2 separate regions of the Hordeum vulgare genome follow, and region 1 is linked to region 2. The links are chromatin contacts, called in public Hi-C maps. All regions are on one chromosome and are shown on one strand. Each heading gives the region's core, a stretch centred on a gene start, on an enhancer-like site or on the middle of the called end of the contact. The rest is flanking DNA. Distances are from core to core; before and after follow the strand shown. Region 1 holds the start of LOC123426999 (ribonuclease H2 subunit B). Region 2 holds the start of LOC123426997 (copper methylamine oxidase-like).

Region 1 (4,316 bases), core at 1,065-3,564, 310 kb after region 2:
ATGATCGCGTTGCGGTGATACCATAGTGTCCATGCTACAAGGCCGACAATGGTCGTGAGCCCACGTTGTTTAGCGACGAGCAACGTGAGAAGGGCGGCGGTTAGCCAGTCGAAGTACCCAACGGTACCATCGAGCGGGGGTGTGTTAGGGCTACACCAAGCAGGGATCTCATGCCAAATGACACGCGCGAAGATGCATCCCGCCAAGATATGCTACAAAGTTTCCGGCTCCAGCAAGCAGAGGACACATGCTGGTTCATGCGGCAGGACACGGCAGGCGAGCCTATCGGCGAACCAGCAGCGGTTCACGGAGGCCAAATACAGGAAGAACCTAAAAGACAGAGGTGATCCAGACTGCCACACCAACTGCGAGTGCTCGGACGTCGTGGATCCAGTGAAGAAGGCGATATAACAAGAAGAGGGCACACGCTGCAGTTTGCGCCTGATCTCCACGTATTCGAGGATGGCCGCGGATCCCGGTGGACCTTGTATGTGAGTGATCCAAGTACGGTCAAGCAGATCCGTGGCCACTGTGAGGGTGCGCCGCTTTCTGGCCGGAACGAGGGCAACCAATGCAGGGGCCAAGAGGGAGATTGAGCTACCCTCGGGACACGGGTCTACCCATAAGCGGCATGCAGTGTCGTCACTCAGAGTCGAGGTGGTGGATGCCCGGAAGAACTGAGATGCCTCGGTGTCGTTAGGTAGCTGAAGATGCGACATGGGCGAGTGTGGTCCGTGGCCTGTAGCCAAAGCCAGCGGACTCGGTGGGAAATCCCGGTGCGGTGACGGTACTGGATGCCAAGTCCTCCAAACTTGAGTTGGCGACAGACACGCGACCAGCTGACAAGGCATGCCAAAGGAAGTCTGTGATGATTCTATTCGCCTTCTTGAGGATTGAAGGGGAGAGCGCCATGACGAGGAGGATGTGGACGGGCATAACAGTCAACACTTGTCGAACCAGGGCCAAGCACTCGCCATGCGTGAGAAGCGCTGCTTTCCATGTAGCAAGCTTGCTCACTAGATTGTCGACCAGGGCCATCAGGTGGGAGAGCGGAACCTTTCAGAGGGAGAGGGGGAGGCCCAGGTAGCTCATAGGGAATGAAGAAACTGGGTTGTTGAGCGTCGCATCGATGACATCGACGGCCGAGGAAGGGCAATGGATGGGCACGACCGAACACTTGGCGAAGTTCGTGCGTAGGCCGGAGATGTCCCCAAAGAGGTCCAAGAGCTTGCCGACCATGGTGAGCTCAAAAGTGTCGGGGTGTGAGAAAACAACCACGTCGTCTGGGAACAGGGACCCACTGGAGGCAGCGTGGCATTGCGTGAGACATCGGATGATGCCAGACACCACAGCGTGCTGCAACAACGAGTTCATGGTGTCGATGACCAAGACGAAGAGCATCGGCGAAACAGGGTCACCTTGAAGGAGGCCCTGACAGTGAGCAATGGATGGGACTGGGTTGCCGTTGATCAGAACGTGAGTGGAGGCCGAGGACATGAGTATAGATACCCACTCCCGCCACTGTTGGGCTGAAGCCCAAGTGTTGCAACACATGGAGGACACTTGTTAATCTGGAGAACTCTTTTTCCAATATTAATAATAAGTTACAAATATTTATTTTTCAAACAATTATATTTTAAAATTATTATTTTCCTGCTCTCTTGAATATTTTTTCTTGATTTCACAAACTTTCTATTTTTTAGTTAAGTTGCCAACACGGCAAATGCTGGCGTGTAAAAGTGGGAGGGGCTGCAGTAAACTGATCCAAGAGATCAAGGTTTAAAAATGGTGTTGCAAAGTTCAAGGTTGAAAAGTGAACTTTTATCGAAAAAGGCTTTCGTCCCGTTTTATATATAAAGCAAATCATCAAACCACGAGTGTACATAGGTTTAAATTAGAGCAGAAATACACACACACCACGGTCACGACACCAAGTACTCGAGAAAGTGAACTTTTAAAATAGTTCAAAATCGAACAGTCCATCTTTTCTATTTAAAATAAGTACATAATACAAGAGGGGAAGCCAATCTTAGGGCCAGTTCTTTTATAGCTTTTTACAGCTTATTGTCAAAATAAGTCAGAAGCTGAAAAAAACTCGTTTTAAAAAAGCTGGCTTAGCTTATTTTCACCTGTACTAGTGCAATGGAAAAAAGCTCGATGAAACCAGCTTCTCGCGGCTTCCCGCAAGTGAACCGAAGGGGTATACCAAAATGTGCCTCTTGTTTGATGGTATTACAACAAAACTGCCACCGAGTGGTCAAGGAAAAAAACGGGGTCAACGACGCGCTCTCGCTCCCGCACTCGACCTCGCGCGAGCAGCAGGCTCACTCTCGTCTCTGTGCTCTAGGGTTCACAAGCCGCCACCCCCCGCCGCCACCGCCACCTCGCCCCGTCGCCCCTCCCCCGGCCGGTCCCCTCCCTCCTCGCGGGCGACCTACTCCGCCGACGCCCCTCCCTCCCCACGGGCAGGCCACTCCGCCGACGCCCCCTCCCTCCTGTCGACCGGTCCCCTCTGGCCCCTCCGACGACCGCCTCCGCCGACGCCCCACCTCCGTTCCCAATCCCCTCGTCCTGGCCGTGAGGCATCAAGGTGAGCAGCTCGTGTGAAGTTTTTGTATTGGATTTTCTCCAGCACCCTCATCTGATTTGGTATTGTGATGATATGGATGTGTTGATATGGTGTGTTGATATGGGCTGGGGATTCAAATCGCTAGAGGCGCCGTGCTCGATCCAAGCGCGGGGCGCGGTTGCACCGGGAGTTCCAGCTCCGTCAAACCAAGCAAGGCCGCCGACCAGCGGCGTCAGTGCCAAGGTGGGCCTCGGACTCTGTACGGTGCCTTCGAACGCTGGGCCTTATTATGGGCTTGCGAAGGGCAGGTGGGCCGAATTGACAGATCAGGGGCTCAGGGCAACACCGAAAAGTGGAGACGCGGGACGGCGTGGCGCCAAAAGGAACCCTACCGCGCCGTGCGTCCATCCCCTCCCTCCGCTTCGCTCCCCCTTTCGCCTCTCCTGCCGGCGCGACGCAGAGGCGGTGCCCCCGGCGACCTTCCCGGCCTCCCAGGTATGCGTTGCACCGCCCGCTTGGCACTGGTATTTGCGATTTGTGTGGTCTGGCTAAGTGCAGCTGGAGCTTAACTTTCACGGCGTGAAGATTACTACTACCTCTAGATCCCGCCCTGTCAATCCGGTGTCCGGCGCCACCAACGCCACGTGATCTTCGTCGCCGGTGTTCTTCACTCCCAGCAGTCCATTTTTAACCCCGTTTGGATCTCAGCATTCAGGCATGGAATCAGCGAACTGAAATTGAAGTCCCCTGGACAGCGCTGTTTGGCAAATTCCATTTCACTTGCGCGTCCCTCCTACGATGCCGAGCCTGCGGCCTCCGTTTTTGCGGAAATTGGCCACGCCGGCTCCATACTGCTTCGATCTCCCGCGGCGCGCCCACTCCTGTCTCCTCGACCTAAAAGTGCACCTACATCTTCCTACTTACGACTCAAATTTCTCACTATCTATTCCAAATCATTCGATTTGGGATTTCTAAACCCTAACCCCTCTTGGCCTCCTAACAACTAGTAGTACTTCTTGCTGTTTTCTACATTTTTCAGAATATTATGAAAATGACAATATTTTCACGTTTTTAATTGTAAAGTACTGTATAGTCATTAAACGTAAGCATATTTTGTGATTTACTGTGGGCATATAAAAGATGTACATCACTCTAATGTTCAAACTGCTGAGAAGCAGCAATTCACCAGTTCACCACTGTGTACACCCAAGCAAGGATTGGAATTTGCAACTGCTGGATTCAAGCTTGCATTTTCTTGTACAACCAAACAACAGAAGTGGGACTGCAGCCTATTTCAATCCCCAAGGCTGATTTGGTATTGGACCCCAATTCAATTCCATGAGCCCGATATCTACAGGCAGTAATGGGGTTTGGACATTGCAAAAACCCAGGTTAACTCCTGAAGGGACACTAAGTCCATGTCTAATTGAATGGAATTTAATTATAATATTTTTTTCCTTGATCTGGCACACCATAGACCAGTAGAGCATATTTTGTCTTTTGAGTTGAGCCACACTTCAATTTCATTTAGAAGAATATCACTGGAACTGAGTAGTTCAAGCACTGTAACATGTATATTTTCAAAATTTCTGTGTGATAGTCCTGCCAAATGAAGATCTCAGATAATTTATGCACTTAAATAATGTATAATCTCAGTTGTTTTGTCCGTAGGTAAAACCTGGCACTGCATCTCACAGTCAGACAGAGGCAGTTTAACAGAAAAGTATTAGCTTGGCTGCCTCAGCAG
Region 2 (4,379 bases), core at 126-2,625:
CACTTTCCCAGCTTTCCCCATACGAAAGCTCAGCATCAACTAAAGTGTGGGGAAAACAAAATGATCACTGCTACTAGTGATCAAAGAAAAAGTTCAAGCAGCCAACAATTATTTAGAGCACAAAAGCCAGAATAACAGTAGGCAGGCAACAGCACGTCATGCCCCAACTGTTCAATTATCAATTTACCTAGATAAGATAGTGTAAGCCACAAAAAAATTGTTGATATGGTGGATTAGTGTCACTAAAAGATCTAATCGGATGCTGATGCACAATGCCCCTGCTACAAAACCATCTGCTTGGTGATCTGCATACTCCGCTTGAATACATGCCAGGACCATGCGAAATGTATGAATCTCATTTTGAATTTAATTCCTGCATCTCGTATCTGGTCCTAGCAGAACAATGAATAATTGGCTGATCCGTCTGCATCTTTGTTCTTGCATGCAAACGGGAAGTGGAGAGGTACGCACTGTACACAGATCCCACCATGCTACTGGGTTGCATTCCCCACAGTCGCGTATGACCGCACGAAAAATCGTGATCAACACAAACACCGTCACGTGCCTTACCCAGCTTTGGCCATCCACGCGCCGCACGGCACCCATTTCCCATGACCCAATCAAACGCACCCGCTTACACAAAATCAATCACATGCACCCCTCGTCCCTCGCGATCGAGTCGCGGACGGCCAATATTATCCATGATCCAACTCGATCGAGGGAGTGGGAGGTAGCGCGCGCGCGAGAGAGAGAGAGAGAGAGAGAGAGAGAGGAAAAGGGGAGGTGGCGATCGGCGAGTTCCCCATATAGTATTAGTATACCTTTAGAGGAGGCCTTGGCGGTGGTGGGCTGGGCCGCGGACGCGATGTCGTCCATCACGGCGCCGCCCCCGGCAGCGGAGACGACGCGGTCACCAGCGCCGGACATGGAGACCTTCCCGGGCGCGGGCGCGGCGATGGCCGCCCTGGGGGCATCGCGCGCGGGGCCGCCGCAGCAGAGCGCCGCCTTTTCCTGAGCTGAGGCCATTGGAGCGGGTTCGCGAGCTGACCGTGTCCGTAGTCTCCTCCGCCGTCTCCGCCTCGCCGGATCCCACGATCTGACATACAGCACAGGCCTCCGCCTCCCCGCGCCTTCGTCCTCCCCCCGCTCTCACTCCCCCGCGTCAGGGCCTCCGCGTCTAGGGGGGGTTCTACGGGATCGGGCCAGGGTTTCGCGAGCCCGTTCCCTCCGTCCGCGAGAGAGCCGATCGAGGAGCGGAGAGGATCGTGCGCCCGGTGGAGGCTGCGGCTAGCGAACACCGGACCGGAGTGGTGGTGGCGGTGGGGAGAGGAGAGGAGCGGAGAGAGGGGCGTCGGGTGTTCTGTAGAGCGAGGCGACGGAGGGATCACGTGCATTTATAAAAGGCGAGGGGAAAGGTGACCGGGCGGGCGAGCTGGGTGGGTGGGCTGGGCTGCCCTGGATTCAGGATACTTCCGGCTTATTCGCTCGGCTAGATGCACACGTAACCGTACCCCTGACGATCGCACCGGCGATGGCCGTTAGGGAGAGAAAACATTGTTGAGATGTCTATCACTCTATGGAAATGGAATGAACGATAAAAGTATGGCAGTGAGTGCATTGCTATTTTGTTTTTGTTTTTTTTAAAAGGTAGCGCACTAGTATGCTGCTAACTCCACCCGCCTGCTGTCCCATAATAATGCTTACTGTGTATGGCTATACATTGATTAGATGATTAATTATGGTCAGACCTTTCCCGTTACTGAAATTCATATGGTGATCACGGGTGCAAGGAAACGCCAATTAGGTGATTGTGTCCATTTAGAGTCAAAATTTATTTCGATGTTCTGTATACCATTCCAGAATAACTCGCTCACTGGTGTGATCTAAACACACACACACACGCGCAAAAAAAAGGCTCACTGGTGTACATCTAAGATGGTGAATGAAATTAACACTTGGTGGATACGCGGTGGCAAATATTCTACAATCTCCGCTCATCGATCCATTCAATTAAGCTTTTCCCGCTGTCTTCGAGGTATATATTTCGATAGTTCTTTTTTTTTTGGGATATTTTTTGATAGTTGTAAGATGTACAGTAGTGTACTAGTGCTACGTACTAAAGTTAAAGTGCGTGCATTGCGTGGGGCGTACACCATCAAGTTGCGGATCGTGTTAACGATTTCACCAAGAAATCGAGTGGACATGACACGGGGATAACTCGATTTGTTTAGGCGAATGATTGACACCGGTGCTTAGCAGCTGGTCTATTTTGTGCGCGCATTCTTTTTTTTTTTAAAGGCAACTTGCACTGCTGATATTCTTGCGGCAGGAAAGCACTTTTGTCCCTCCTGATTGGCATGTACCGTGGGAGGAATATCGCAGCATGGCAAAGCAGGGCGGGCAGTACTGCGTCTGCGTGCATGCGTGTACTACTTAAAAGGTTGGCGAATCTTTTCTATCGCGCTTGATGATTACAGTACAAAAGTTTGCTGGTGGTGGCACGCTAAGTACGTGCGAGGACGTGTGAGTACGTGAGCCGTGAGAGTGAGAGCACCGATGGAGCACGCATGCTCCGTGACAAGGATCGATCGACCGATCGGGAGCTGAAGACCGACTTATCATCCTTGTGCTCAACGAATATAGCGCGTGTTTCGTCAAAGAAAAAAAAAACTACGTTCATAAAGATGAGCGTATGTCATCGGTGTGTATGTGCGTTTGTGCTTGTACTTTGATAAAAGGAAAATGTAGTGTGCGGGTGGAATCCCGTTGCATTCTCATCTCACCGATGCCGAAAGCTTATTAGTAATCAATAATATAGCCATTCTTGGTGCTCCTGCTCGCCACCAACACCTTGATTAAGTTGAGATTTTAGGGAATAATCAAGTTGAGTTATTGCGCTAGCTACTGGCTAGAAGAAAAACTCAATTTGTCATTAGCCTTTTAGGGAGTAAGTACTGACTACCATCTCGAAGCTTCTGCAATGCTTGTTTTGGACTGGACCGGCTATATATACCCAAGATTGCATCATATGGTCCAAGGAAATCAACATACCGTGGGACAGGATTTTCAGTTCAAGTTTCTACTTATAGTGACTGTACACCTTACCTACCACGCCATTCCCTTTGACTTGTCAAACAAAGCCACATGTTCACTACTCCCTGAGTCGCATAAGGCTGACCATAATGAGAGTAACTAAGGTAATATTATATATTTGGGACTAGCAAATATGCTGATGTTGCAGACAATTAAAGAAAAGAGAAGATTAAAGTAACATTGTTAGATACTGTAACATGTTAAATGCTATGCTATTATGTATCATGCATGTCAATAAATAAGAACATCCATGATATTACTTTATGTTACTATACACAATGAAGGTAGTATCATACAATAATATCATATCCATAATATTATTATATGGTACTCTTCACGATGACAAGCTTAATATAATACATTTTAAACATTAATGAGTACATTTTATTCATTAAATATTTAACGGGAGACTGACTTGTAACATCTTTGAAAGGGTTTACTCACTCACTTGGCTAAAACACATGAAGAGATAGATATCAAACAGAACTTGGTGTCTTACTACTAAACGATGAGTAAGGCCAACTCCAACATATACTCCCAAATTATTTGGATCTATCTGTTTGGACCTAAAAGAACGAGGCGGCTTAACGCGTGATTGCATCCTAAAAAACTTTCGCTTTTGGTCTGTCTAAATGCATCGCCGGTGTATTTTATCTAACTTTGCGATTTTTTTAAAAAGCATTATGTATTTTGTATCAAATTCGAAAAGCGTATATTGAAATTTTAAAAAAATATATCAAAAATAGCACGCCGTCGGCCTCTGGTGGGCCGAAGAGGGGCCCGTCGGCCGGCGGGAGGCTGAAGTTGGCCTGCAGGCGACCGAAGAGGGGGTCGTTGGCCTCCCGTTGGCCGAAGAGTGTTAGGGGCACAAAACACAATTAATACGGCCTTAAATGAAAAATTATCAACATGAGTAATCTTCGTCTCGTCGAATCGGTTGATTTTGATATAAAAATCATCTTAATCCGAGGTCGTATGCAACCTGTAGAGCGAAAACAAGGTCAGGACAAAAGTTGTACACTTACTTCGGACACACCGAATGGATGTCAGAAAATTTGTCAGGGGACACCCGGTGCAGGCCCTAGGTTACTTCGGACAGACCGAATGCCATTTTTTGTAAAAAAAGGTAACTAGGTGTTTATTCCCTGCAATAAGTGATCAGTTGTTTATTAGAAGGAAAATGAAAATCTAGAATTAAAGTTAGGATTTTTGATCCAAAAATTTGTTCGTCTGCATCGGGAAGACTGCTTGCGTACCGCGCTTCCGGTCGGTACACGGTGACGTTT

The links. A called contact is a pair of places that touch in the nucleus more often than the background predicts.
Region 1: a contact with region 2 is called in a Hi-C map of seedling, with 4 times the contacts expected there. The contact joins the promoter of LOC123426999 here to the promoter of LOC123426997 in region 2. A contact is called at or near these places in 5 of 6 Hi-C or Micro-C datasets (leaf and seedling) and 1 of 1 datasets of contacts at active chromatin or transcription factors (embryo).

Annotation. Positions count from the first base shown.
Region 1 is chr2H:525,432,859-525,437,174 of MorexV3_pseudomolecules_assembly, forward strand. LOC123426999 (ribonuclease H2 subunit B) reads left to right here and starts at 2,315. Exons shown (of 13, transcript XM_045110927.1): 1 at 2,315-2,590; 2 at 2,715-3,064; 3 at 4,241-4,316.
Region 2 is chr2H:525,119,318-525,123,696 of MorexV3_pseudomolecules_assembly, forward strand. LOC123426997 (copper methylamine oxidase-like) reads right to left here and starts at 1,376. Exons shown (of 12, transcript XM_045110921.1): 1 at 822-1,376. The coding sequence starts at 1,026.